2 separate regions of the Capra hircus genome follow, and region 1 is linked to region 2. Evidence: chromatin contacts called from public Hi-C data. All regions are on one chromosome and are shown on one strand. The core of a region is the stretch at or near the end of the contact, and the rest is flanking DNA. Distances in the headings are between cores, read along the strand shown. Region 1 overlaps PDSS1 (decaprenyl-diphosphate synthase subunit 1). Region 2 overlaps YME1L1 (ATP-dependent zinc metalloprotease YME1L1).

Region 1 (6,931 bases), core at 1,372-3,871, 190 kb before region 2:
GGATTGTTTTGGGACACTGACTGACGTTAAAATAGAAGTAACCTTAAAAGGTGATTGGCTCTTTGTTTCTGTACATAGTTACGCAAAATACATTGTGTGGTTTACCAGTGAACGCTGTGCCTTGTTCCCCAGAAAACCTCATGGGAATGAGGCCAGAGGGGTCTGGTGGCCCACCCAGTGTTTTCCAGTCAGACAGTAGCTGAGCGGAGATTTGAACCCAGAGCTGGGTATGATAAGCCTGCAGTTTCATGTATTCATTCATTCATCTTGTTTTTTTTCCTCCTGAATTTCTGTTCTCTCGAGTGAGGCATGTGGCCTGCAATCAGTGGACTGTCTTCCTGGTGCCTTATTGTCAAAGCTACAGAGGGCCGCCCCAGAACCTTGGTTTGTGGGTCATAGCTGTAGAACGCCTATTTTTTTATTATGATATTCTTATCTAATCTACACATAGTCCTTATTCAAATGTTAATAGTTCTCATAATATTGTTAGAACAGATGGGAACGTTGTTTTCTGGCCCAAGATCTAGTCTAGGATCTCATGTTGCATTTAGTTGTCAAGAATCTTTTTTTTTTTTTTTTTAAATTTGAAATACAGTTGTATTTTCGGAGAAGGCAATAGGACCCCACTCCAGTACTCTTGCCTGGAAAATCCCCTGGATGGAGGAGCCTGGTAGGCTGCAGTCCATGGGGTCACTAAGAGTCGGACAACACTGGGCGACTTCACTTTCACTTTTCACTTTCATGCATTGGACAAGGACATGGCAACCCACTCCAGTGTTCTTGCCTGGAGAATCCCAGGGATGGGGGAGCCTGGTGGGCTGCCGTCTGTGGGGTCACACAGAGTTGGACACGACTGAAGCGACTCAGCAGCAGCAGCATAGTTGTATTTTAGGCATATAGGAAAGTGATTCAGTGATATATATATATAGACAGATAGATAGATATGATTATTGCCACTATAGGTATTGAATATAATTCTCTGTGCTGTGTAGTAAATCCTTGTTGTTTATCTGTTTTACTTATAGTAGTTTCTGTCTGTTAATCCCATATTCCTAATTTATCCCTGCACCCAGTGGGAAACATAAGTTTGTTTGCTATGACTCTGTTTCTGGTTTGTATTCAGTGATTCATTCTTATTATTTTTTAGATTTCACATATCAGTGATATCATATAGTTTTTCACGTCACTTAGTATAGTATTCTCAAGTTCCATCCATATTGTTGCAAATAGCAGTATTCCGTTCCTTTTTGTGACTGATATTCCAGTGTGTGTGTGTGTGTGTGTGTGTGTACACACACACACCTTCTTAAGCCAGTTTTCTATTGCTGGGCGCTTGGGTTGCTTCCGTGTCTTGGCTGTGTAAGACTGCTGCCATGCACACTGGGGTGTGTGTTGCAGACGTGGCGCTAGGCTGTGGTGTGGAATGGGCTGTGCTGGGGGCCTGGGCACCGTGGCTGTGGTGTAGAGTGGGCTGTGGCCTGGGACCTGGGCTGCCTCCGTGGCCGGCCTCTCCCAGAACCTGTTGGCCCAGATCCAGCTCCAAGCAGGGGTGTGGGGTGGGCAAACCAGAGCTGTCGGCCGGGGAGTGAACCGCAGTGTGCTCCTCCCCAAGCCCCATGGTTAACATGGTTGCCTGTTTTCCCACAGCCACGCTAACCAAATGTAGCCTTAGACTTGAGTGTTTGACAATCTGACAGATGAGAAATGGTGTTACAATGAGAGTTTTAGTTTACATCTCTCTTTTCTTGGTGAAGTAGAACTCCTTTTAAGAGGCTGAAGGGCTATTTTCAGTTCTTTAATTTTTGTGAATTGTATATTCATGTCTTTTGCCCATTTTCTTGATGGGTGGTTGGTCTTTTTTCCTTATCAGTTTTAAAGAGTTCTTTATATATTAAGAATATTAGCCCTTTATCTGTGATTTTATGTTGAAAAAGTTTTCTCCCAGTGTTTTCCATTGGTTTCTGACAACCACCTATTTTGGTATTTTTTCAGTATAATGGTGGAGCTCCAATAATCTCCATTATTTTTAATAAATAAGAGCACAGTACGTATATTAACTCTCATAGTGATGTAAACACACCCTTTAAAGACAGAGATGCTCAATAGATGTCAAGGGCTGTGCCCTTGTCGATGTGATCTTTCTGATGGTTTTGAGGAAAGGTGTAGAAGAGTCTCCTGAGAGGTGTGGTCCTTACCCCCCACCCTCGACTCGTGCGTCCCATGGCCTGGCTGTGGACCTGCTTCAAACAGAACAGTTACCTGAGCTCCGCTCTACCCTCCCCAGGACTCAGATGGGGGGCATCTCTCTGAGGCTGAGACGAGATGCGTGCACGTCAGCCTGCCTCCTTTCTGGTTTGTGTTGGTCCCTTTTGACTTTCCTGGTCAGACAGGCCTCACGGGGCAGGGGCAGCGGGGGAGAGGTGCTCTTCATGTCGTCGTGGGGAAATCTGAGCAGCAGTGTCCCTTTATTGCCTGGCTTTGGGGGGGCGGCGAGGCGGACTCGGGGCTCTCTGCTTCCTGAGCGCCATGACCGGCCTCTCTACTTTGAGGCCCATTAAAGGTCCCGCGTGATCGGGACCAGTCTCTGAGGCAGACTGCCCGGGTTCGGTCCTGATTTCGCCATCTCCTCATCCTGTGACACCTGGTCCCCGCTGTGTCTCGGCGCCGGCCTCCTCAGTGAGTGGCAACGTGAGAAATCTCAGGATAGCGCCCGGCAGAGTGCTCGGTGGCTGCTGGCTTTTACCGTCACCAGCCCCAGAAGAGGCATCTGTGGGCTGCTGTGAGATCTAGGGTGGTGCACAGTGCATATCGTGTGCACTCCAGACATTGTCATCCACTGAGTTCAGAAATAGAATGGCGTTTTTAAAAATCTTCAACTTCTCAGGAAGGAAGTTTGTATTTCTGTGCTGCTTTGCGCATAGGAAGTCGCATCGCCCTCTACAGAACTGCTTTACGAGTCATTTCTGTCGAGAAAGGGGATGTCTGTCTTCTGGGCTCAGCGTGTCCCAGGCTGCCCGAGCCTGGCTACGCACTTGTTCTCTCAGCCAGGTGATGCATTTTTTGACTTCTTTCACAGCAGCAGACTGGGACACTCCCCGGCTCCTGTAGGCACAGCAGTCGGGGAGGAGGGCTGCTCACAGTCTCGGCAGATGCTCGGGGTTACAGCTAGACGCCTGCGGTGTGCAGAGAGCATGGGTGGCGTCTCGTGTCCTCCTTCCAGCCTCTGCTGTAGGTACTTGTGAGCCTTGGTTTTACAGACGAGGAAACTGAAGCACAGACAGGATCACGAAGGTCACGTGCTAACTGAGGGGCAGAAGCACAGCCCCCCAGGCTCACCGTGGCGCCCACCTGCCTGTGCCCAGCAGGGTCCCCCATGTCCCCAGAGGCCGATGAAGGTGTGGGCTGAGGTCAGACAGGAGGCCCGGAAGAGCTCTGTCTGGCTCTCGGGGCCAGTCCAGGCCCTCTCTCCCCTGGAGGAGTGTTCTCCCCCACCCCACCCCCATCCTCTGAAGTGTGGCCAGGCCTGCTTTGCATGCTTAGCAGAGCAGCGGGAAAAGTGCTGAGTGACCAGCGCCAGCCAGGCTTTTCGAGTTTTACAGAAGACTTAGAAGTCCTATTCCCTCACTGAACGGGGGAAAAAGCGTTTATACAGTTACCTGACTTCTTGTGAGAGAAACAGGGAAACAGTAGGACCGGGGACAGTCCTTAGGTAACGGAAGAACCATACCTGTGTCTGAAGCATGAGGCTTGAGGCTGTTAACAGACACCAAGAAAAAACAGCTTTTCAGAATCAAGTGAAATCACCAAAAATGATTATAAGGACTACAAATAGGGAAATGAAGTATGACCGCATCCTGTGTGTGATTAGATCAGATCTCTACTTATAAAGCAAGGGCAAGTCAGTAGAAAAATAAAAATGCCAACAGTTGGGCGAGGGTTGCAGGCGCTGGAAGACAGCATCTCAGACACTGCAGTCTGTTTGGTGTGCACGGCAGAGAGACTGACTAGCAGGACTGGTCTTTTTTTTTTTTTCTTTCAAAATTCGCTGAGTTGTGTCCAACTCTGCGACCCCATGGACTGTCCATGGAATTTTCCAGACCAGAATACTGGAGTGGGTAGCCTTTCCCTTCTCCAGGGGATCTTCCCATCCCAGGGATCGAACCCAGATCTCCCGCATTGCAGAACTGGTCTAGTCCTATCTCTTTTTTCCCTAAGCGGTGGGAAAGATGGCCTGTCTAGTGAAAGGAGGTGGGAAAGGCGAGTCTTCTTGAAATTTAAGAAAACAGTCTGAGACTGAAGTCCTTTATTCCACAGGTCAGACACACAGGTACCCTGTCTGTGATTGGTCTCCTGAGAACAGTCTCTCCTGGCTGCACACCCAGCTCATGGCCCCTTTCCTGAGGAGGAGGAGGTGCGAATCCCCATGGGGCCGCCCCCCTGCCTCTGCCCTCCAGCAGCTTACCTTGGGATCCTCTGTTTCAGGTCTCTGTCCTGGGATGCCCTGACCCAGCAGTGCATGAGATTGCCTTTGAGTACGGGAAGAACGTGGGCATCGCTTTTCAGGTTGGTCTACTGCTCTGGAGGGGTGCGGTCCAGCGGGCAGGGCGGTGGGGACACCGGTGTGGCGGGGCTGTGACAGCCCTTTGTTCTCCAGCTGATAGACGACGTCCTGGACTTCACCTCGTGTTCTGACCAGATGGGCAAACCGACCTCAGCCGACCTGAAGCTCGGGTTAGCCACTGGCCCTGTCTTATTTGCTTGTCAGCAGGTAGGTTTTATGCACTTCCCTGGGACACACTTCCGGGAGGCCCTGTGGGACTGGTACCTGCCAGGCACAGCTGATGGGAAGGTTAGATGAAGTGGGAGCGTTTCTAATAGACCAGAGTTCTAGATGTGATCCCAAGTATAGGACTGAAGCATCCAAGCCAGTCATTCTTGCCTCTGAACTCTGGTTCCTTGCCTGTAACATGGAGAAGATTATAAGCTTCCTTCCAGGGCCACTGTAAGGGTTACCTGAGACGACATTCATGGAGATACTGTGTGCATTAAGTGCCTTGTGCATTTAAGGAGGCGCTGCGATCACTTCTGTGTTCTTGGGCACTGACAGGGTGGGTCGTTTCCACATCTCCATTATAGGGCTGGACTTCGTATATCAGAGCCCCTTAAACAGGCACAGGGAGGCCCCCAGCAGGAGTAATTTTCCGGTTCTAGAAATTTAACGGGACTGTTGGCTGCTCTTAGTGAGCCTCTGCCATTGCCTCAAAAATGTCAAGAGCAGAGGGATGCACTGGGACCACAGTTTCTTCTTTGTCCAGACTGAGGGGCTGTCCATTAAGCAAGGAAGTAAAGCTACCATCATCTTCCCCTTAATATGCATGGAAAACTGGAAGCTTTGAAGCCTCGGTGACTCGCAGGGCGGACCCTTCCAGATCCTGCTCTGGTCCCTGGCCACGCTGCTTCTGGCTTGCCAAATGCTCTTTGAAAGAAGTAGGACATTAAGCTGGTATTTGGACTTCTTTCTAATAGTTTTTCATCTTCGTATTTAATTCATTATTTAGCAAAGCTAAATGTTCATCACCAGGCTGTGAAATTTAGAATTAGCTCTTTGGTCCAGAATGTTGTAACTTGTATCTTCAGCAGACGCTGAAAATTTTGCCTCCATTTCTCTCAGAATTTACAAAGATAAATCATGTTTACCATAGACCTCAATGGTTCCATTTTTTTTTTTCCCTTATGGTCAGATTTTTGCAAATTGGATCCATTTTGATATTCCAAAAACCAGTGACCTTGCTTTTGCTCAGTTTCTGGTGTAAGAAAACAGAGTCTTATCTTGTAGCCATAAACAGGGTGATACTCAGAGAAGGCGGGTACCTGGGGGCAGCAGGGGACGGAAGAGCGAGGCTGGGGACAGAGGTGCTGGGGACAGGCTCTGGGTGGCCTCTCGGGATGCTGAGGCAGAGGTGAGAAGTGTGAGGTCTGCTAGGAGTGGCTCCTTTCTTCTGACTTGCCCAGCCAGAAGTCAGAGCGACACATTCTGACAAAAATCTGTCAAATTACCTTGTGTGCATTAAAGCGTGAGTGACGGACTTATTTTTTTAACCATGAGCTCACAAAAAAGCAGAGGATTCACGAGCCACGTCCATGTAAGGCCTCTGATTAGAAAGAGGTGGCACTGGCTGCAGACCCGAGGCTCCTTCCTGGGCCCTGGTGAGGAAAACGAGGGTGAGGAGCCACAAGCTGGGCCTGGCACTCTGAGCTGCTGCCCCCAGTCCCCGGGTTAACAGGATGCCTGGGGAACGCGTGTCTCCCTGAAGAAGCCTGCAGTCTGCTGAAAGCCTCAGAGGGCTGTGCTGTGAGAAGTCTGCCCAAGTCTATGTAACTGTCCTGAGCCCCTGGGACTCAAGTAAACAGTAGGGTCCCACTTCAGCCTTAGGATGGAGAATGTTTGCCTCTTCTGATTGTGTTTGACCATGAATGTATTTCAGAAGAAACACATTTACTCAAAGGAGTATCACTAATTCTGCCTGCAGATATGGAGGGGGTGACGTCGGAGGGCAGTGGACCACTCCCACAGGTTGACTTGTCAGTTGTCTACAAAAGATTAAGAAGTGATGGTTTTTTTAAAAAAGGAAAAGGGACAAACAAAAGCATGCAGTGTACGAAAGCACAGTTCTGTCTCACTGGCACACCCAGCATTGCGAGGCACACACTCACCCTCACTGGCCAGGCTTCTCCCACCCGCCCAGAAAAGGAGTTAAAAGGCACGGCCTTTGGAGTGAGGCCGAGCAGGATGACGCTCCAGACAGGACTTGTTTCCTAAGCAGACTGATTGTTCTGTCTTGTGGTGCACGGGCTTACGGTTAGTAGTTCTTTTCAAATAAAACATCACGTCTAGGTTCTACTAGTTCCCACTGTCAAAAATTAAGATTCT
Region 2 (6,294 bases), core at 2,564-5,063:
CTGATGATCCAGCGGATGTTGGCAATTTGATCTCTGGTTCCTCTGCCTTTTCTAAAACCAGCTTGAACATCAGGAAGTTCACGGTTCATGTATTGCTGAAGCCTGGCTTGGAGAATTTTGAATATTACTTTACTGGGGTGTGAGATGAGTGCAATTGTGCAGTAGTTTGAGCATTCTTTGGCATTGCCTTTCTTTGGTGTATTGCCTTTCTTTGCCTTACTTTTGCTGTATATACCCCCAATACTATCCTGAAAGTTAGTAGTTTTTGACCAGCAATAATCTGAGTATTTACAATTTTTAATGTATAGTTTTGATAAACAGTGTATGTTTAACTTTGTACAATCCCCAGTTCTGACAATAAAAAGGTTTTTTTTTTTTTTTTGCTGTTTTTATTCTAAAAAGCACTGCTGATTTTCAGCTTTTATCTTTTTTTAGGTTACAGTGCCTCTGAGTCATCTCATCAATGCCTTCCATTCACCGAAAAAGACACCCGTTTCTGTCAGTGCATCCATTTCTCAAAACCAGCATCGAGATGTAGTGTCTGAGCATGAGGCCCCCACCAATGAGGTAAGAGTTTTTACCCTGGATGTGTGAGAAAGCTTTTTTGGTTCAGTACATTGTAAACATGCCTGAAATAACTTTCTATGTTTAGGCATTTGTAGCAGGGTGATTTCTGTCTTCAGCTTAATCTCTGTTGTAGGATTAAGGACATCTAATTCTGGCTTTGTTGTATGTGTAGAATATTACTTTGTCCTATTTTTAACATTTATCTTATAAAAAATTTTGGGTGGCAGTGTATTTGTATTCACTTCCTATGTTACTGCTTGTGTGATACCGTTTAAGTATTCTTTAGTATTGCTTCAGCGGTAGCAGGGATCCCACAGTTAACTCCACAACTGCCCCACAAGTCTCAGGGAAGATAGAAGAGCAAGAAGTTATTATATGCTGCCTTATAGAAGCTTTCAGGGCAGTTGAACAGTTGAAACACAGATACCTGAAAATGGAATGTATTAGCTATGAAACTGTGCTTTGAGTATTCAGAGAATTATAAAATCATCGTGGTCTGGTATATAGCAAATTGCCAATCTAGTAACTTGTGTTTACAAAACTTGTTACCAAGATAGTTGCTTATAGCTCAGAATACATTTTTCATAGTAAACACTATAATATGTGGCTAAGATTCACAGAAGCCTCTTTAGCCTATAAATGGCTTATATCCTTAGTCCTCATTTGAGGGACTGTGGCGGAGAACAGTATATGTTGTTCATTTGCTAAGTCGTGTCCAACTCTATGCAAACTGATGAACTGCAGCAAGCCAGACGTCTCCGTCCATCACTGTCTCCCTGAGTTTGCTCAGACTCATGTCCATTGAGTCAGTGATGCCATCCAACCACCTCATCCTCTGTTGCCCCCTTCTCTCACCCTCTATTTTTCCTAGCATCAGGGTCTTTTCCAGTGAGCCAATTCTTTGCATCGGGTGGCCAAAGTATTGGAGCTTCAGCTTCAGCATCAATCCTTCCAATGAATACTCAGGATTGATTTCCTTTAGGATTGACTAGTTTGATCTCCTTGCTGTCCAAGGAACTCTCAAGAGGTCTTCTCCAGCACCACAGTTTGAAAGCATCAATTATTCAGTGCTCAGCCTTCATTATGGTCCAACTCTCAAATCCATACATGACTACCGGAAAAACCATCGCTTTGACTAGACGGATCTTTGTCGGCAAAGTGATGTCTCTGCTTCTCCTAACACTGTCTAGGTTTGACATAGCTATTCTTCCAAGGAGCAAGCGTCTTTTAATTTTGTGGCTGCAGTCACCATCTGCATTGATTTTGGAGCTCAAGAAAGTGAAATCTGACACTATTTCCATATTTGCTTTTGGTGGGAGTGGGATGAGGGGATGGTTGTGAGCTAAGTCTTGAAATACAGTTTTATGTAGGAGAAAAATTTGTCTTTATGTTTTCCTTTTATACTAGCGTCTTTCTATAGGTGGTCCATTGTTTTTTGACACCCTTCTCAGTTATAGTCTAAGAGAGCTTTCCTAATGCTATGACTGCATGTGTCACAATTGCTACATGCAGCACTGTTATATTCATTTCAGAAATTTTGGAAAATATTATGTAAGTGGGAGAAATTAATCTATGATCCTGCTTCTCCTTTTCTCCCTTGTACTTTTATATTTTATAATTGTTGGATCATCTGTGTATGCAGATTAAGATTTTTCCTTCATCATTTAATAGTCTTATGAACTTGTTATACCATACATTAGTTTTTATGACTTCAGACTGTTCATTTTATGGTCTGTTGTTGGGTACTATTTCCAATTTTTTCTGCTATAAACAACACTACTTGTACTTTCCATGGTATGAAATACTTGACTGTTTCATTAAGTGAAATGGCTAGATCAGTGGTCAGGTATATTTTAGCTTAAATAGTAACTAAATTCTAGAAGCCAAAGTTGAGCTTAAGACTGATGGGTTTCAGATACAGAATTGGTGTCTGATCCTCTGGTTTACCCTCATTAGTCCTGTGGTTTATCACTGATTACTGCTTGCTATTTTTTCACAAACATTTCCATTTTTCTTAAGCATCATTCCTCATCTCTGCTCTCACCTCCTTTGTTCCTCGATGCCTTTGCTTTCATCAAGTCTTACTCATCCAAACATCCTCTTCACAATACAAGCAAAAAAACTTTCTTTTTAACTTCCTTCCAAGCTGTCTGACTTCTGTGCCTTTTGCTTTCAGACTTAAGAAAAAAGTAGTATTCTGAACTTGATTGTTGCTTTTATTTATACCATCTCCCATTGTAGTTTGGCTACTACTTTTACCATTTTATAGGCTTGGTGTATTTTGTTGATTTCCTTAGCAGTAAATACAGGCATTTTTAAAAATCTGCAACTTTTTCAACTTTTCCTTAAGAATATCCACTCTTTTCAAAGTACTCAGAAATTGAGTGATACTGCATTGATTCCCCCCCCCCCCTTTCTGTTTTGCTGGACTTCTTTTTATTGCCAGCCTTTTAAATAGTGGATGCATTTACCTGTAATCTAACTTTCATTCTTCACAGTCTCCCAGATTATCTATCTTAATGTTTATGTGTTCCTATATGCTGATAACTCCCAATCTACCTTCAGCTCTATAAAGCATCTCTAAAGTTTTAGAATAGTCATCTGGTGACTTATTAAAATACCCTCTGGACAGACTTCAAGGACCTCAAAATAAAGATGTCTAAAACTGAACTACTTCTTCAGATTCCAGTGTATTTGATCTTAACAGTGGTTTTAGCACCTCTTTGTCAGTCTGGGTCCAACCAAGGGAAAGAGACCACATAGTCATTTGAACAGTGCAAGTTTAATATACAGAATAAATATTTTTAGTTGAATATTTTAAAAATATTGGTCTTACAGGGGATTGGCATAACTAGGGTTTGGCTAGTAATAAGTAAGGAGAACTCGAAATATACAGGACTTGCAGATTCAAGGAGCAGCTAATACTCCCAGGATTGAGCTACCCACGAAGACTTCTCCACCCTTGGGCTGAGGTTCTGAGGTTGTTGGAGAGGGTATGGCCTTGGCTCACTAAATGGCATAGAAGTCGCTGGTGCTGTACAAGCTGAACCTGATGGAAATCTGCCACCTGGGTACCAGGAGAAGCTGTTTGTGGGAAAGCTGCCAAGTACTGTTGGCAACTGTGCACACAGGAGCCAGGCTTCAGAGAAGCTGCAGGAGCCAGATGCTGGAGAAACCATGGGTATTGCACCCAGGAGCCTGTTGAGTGACCATAATACATGGTGTGAACCAGGAATAGAAACTCCTCCTACGAAGTCTCTCCAGTGCCCTCTACTGACAACTTAATGTCCTAGCCAACAAAGGAAGACTATTTAAAGGGACCCAGATACATGATTGTGGAGCCAGAGAAAGGACCAAGAGGAGCTGAGAGACAGCAGACCAATAACCAGCACATCCGTCCAGAACCCCCCTCCCTCATAATCCTGTACTTCACTGGTTTTTTCAAATGTCTGTTGTCTGCCACTTGGTATCTGCATCCCTCTTAGGGCTCAGTTCAGGTTCATGCCTTTTTTCTCTTATTGTATCAGCCTTCTTTTCTCCAGCTTATCATCTTTATATTCTGTCTTCTTCCTCTAAAACAAAACTAATGATATTAGGTATAGAATTAAATTCAAACACAGCTCCTCACAATTTGGCCATAGCCCTTCTTTCTAGTGCTTTCTTCAGTCACTGAACTTGACTGCATCTCAAACATTCCAGGCCCTCTGATGACTTTTTGTTTGTCCTCTTCCCCGAGGTTTCTTCCCTGAAGTTTCCCCATCATTTGTGAATTGTTAATTCTGGGAAACCTTATCTGACTTAGGAAATTGGTTGTTCTGTGTTCTGTTACCACTTAAAATAAAAACCTCTATAAGAGCAGTTACCATATAGTATGGTAATTATCATACTTATATGTACTTTATTTCTCTTTGTGTTCCTAGGACCTGATACCCAATAAGTAAGGTGAATAATCTTCTTAGTTAAAAATCTGCATTTCTTTTTGTATTATAAATAGACTTTTTGGTTTCCCTAATTTAGAAGATAAAATATCTTTATAGCTTTTAAATATTGTAGTCCTTCTGGTTCTATTATAATAATGTGCCTTATATTGTACAGTTTTTATTACCTTAAAAAGCACTTATTAAATATTTCATTCTGACTTTAACTGTCTTACTGTATATATTAGGCTATGTAGATGGCCAAGGCATGATCTCATCCATTGATCCATACTATTTTGGCAACCCACTCCAGTACTCTTGCCTGGAAAATCCCATGGACCGAGGAGCCTGGTAGGCTACAGTCCATGGGGTCGCAAAGAGTCGGACCTGACTGAGCGACTTCACTTTTAACCGTCTTACTGTATATATTAGGCTATGTAGATGGCCAAGACATGATCTTATCCATTGATCCATACTATCCTGTTGGGAAATAATCAGGATATATTTTATAATCATTTTCCTAATGAGGAAACGAATTCTAAGAATGTGAAGGACTGGTTACAAAGCTTTTAATTGACTAGCACCTGAACATCAATCCAGAGCTATGTAATCCAAGGATCTGACTACATCAGTCATAAGAAGTTGATATTTTACTTGTTTTGTTTAGTTTTACTTCTCTTACTTGAAGTTTTAGCTGTTGGGACTTTAAATTGTTACTTGTCCTTAGTGGCTCCCTGTCTGCTCATTTGAACAAGAAAATAGCTCACTCCTATTTAATTTCTAGTTATTTCAGAACTGTTTTAAGGTGAAAGTATTGTCTTGACTGGTTTCCACACATCTTTTGCTTTGTTCAATGTCTCTCCTTACTAGGAGTTAGATATGGGTAATTTACAGAACCTTTTGGTTCAAATAAGAATCTCAGCATATGTTTATTGAATGGGCTTTTGTTTATGGTCATTAAAGCTCCATGGACTGCTAATACTATTGGGAGTATGATTTTTTTATTTTAAAGCTTTGTCAAATCTCACATGGTTGACCTCAGTAAAGCTAGAACTAGAAAAATATGCATACCAATTTATTTTTTAAATATTTGAAGGAAAAGAGAATCAATACATTTGTTAGATTTTAAAAATTCACATTATTTTAGTTAATAAGTACTCTTTAAGTTAAATAGCTTGATGTGATTATGCTTACCTGAGCTAAACAACAAGGACCTACTATGTAATTTTTGTAGTAACTTATGGTAGAAAATTATATATATATGTAATTCTATATAATAGAAAATTATATATATGTGTGTGTGTGTGTGTGTATATATATATATATATATATATATATATATATATATATATGGCTTCCCAGGTGGTGCTAGTGGTAAGGACTCCCCCTGCCAATGTAGGAGATGTAGCTGATGCGGGTTTGATCTCTGTGTCAGGAAGAGCCCCAGAGAAGGAAATGTCAACCCACTCTAGTATTCTTGCCTGGGAAGTCCCATGGGGTGATAGTCAGACACAACTGAGCACACACACTTCACATATGTGTGTGTTTATGTGTATATATAACACATGAGTGTGTATATATATAACTGAAAAGACATGGGTTTGATCCCTGGGTCAGAAAGGTCCCCTGGAGAAGGAAATGGCAATCCACTCCTATACTCTGGCCTGGAACGTCCCATGGACAGAGGAGCCTAGTAGGCTACAGTTGATGGGGTCACAAAAGTGGGACATGACTTAGCGATTAAACAACAACGGAAACATTGTAAATCAACTATATGTCAATAAAAAGTTAAAAAATAATAATGCTTACA

Evidence for each region. A called contact is a pair of places that touch in the nucleus more often than the background predicts.
Region 1: a contact with region 2 is called in a Hi-C map of liver, with 2.3 times the contacts expected there. The contact joins two enhancer-like sites. A contact is called at or near these places in 2 of 5 Hi-C or Micro-C datasets (blood and liver).

Annotation. Positions count from the first base shown.
Region 1 is chr13:17,241,776-17,248,706 of ARS1.2, reverse strand. It overlaps PDSS1 (decaprenyl-diphosphate synthase subunit 1), which reads left to right. Exons shown (of 11, transcript XM_018057041.1): 8 at 4,483-4,563; 9 at 4,655-4,768. Among named protein-coding and RNA genes, the nearest start is that of PDSS1, 30 kb to the left of the region's middle. Within about 2 kb of position 2,621, at least 1 of the 5 cell types and tissues checked has an H3K27ac peak or open chromatin away from gene starts, as enhancers often do.
Region 2 is chr13:17,053,675-17,059,968 of ARS1.2, reverse strand. It overlaps YME1L1 (ATP-dependent zinc metalloprotease YME1L1), which reads left to right. Exons shown (of 19, transcript XM_005687859.3): 2 at 436-567. Among named protein-coding and RNA genes, the nearest start is that of YME1L1, 10 kb to the left of the region's middle. Within about 2 kb of position 3,813, at least 1 of the 5 cell types and tissues checked has an H3K27ac peak or open chromatin away from gene starts, as enhancers often do.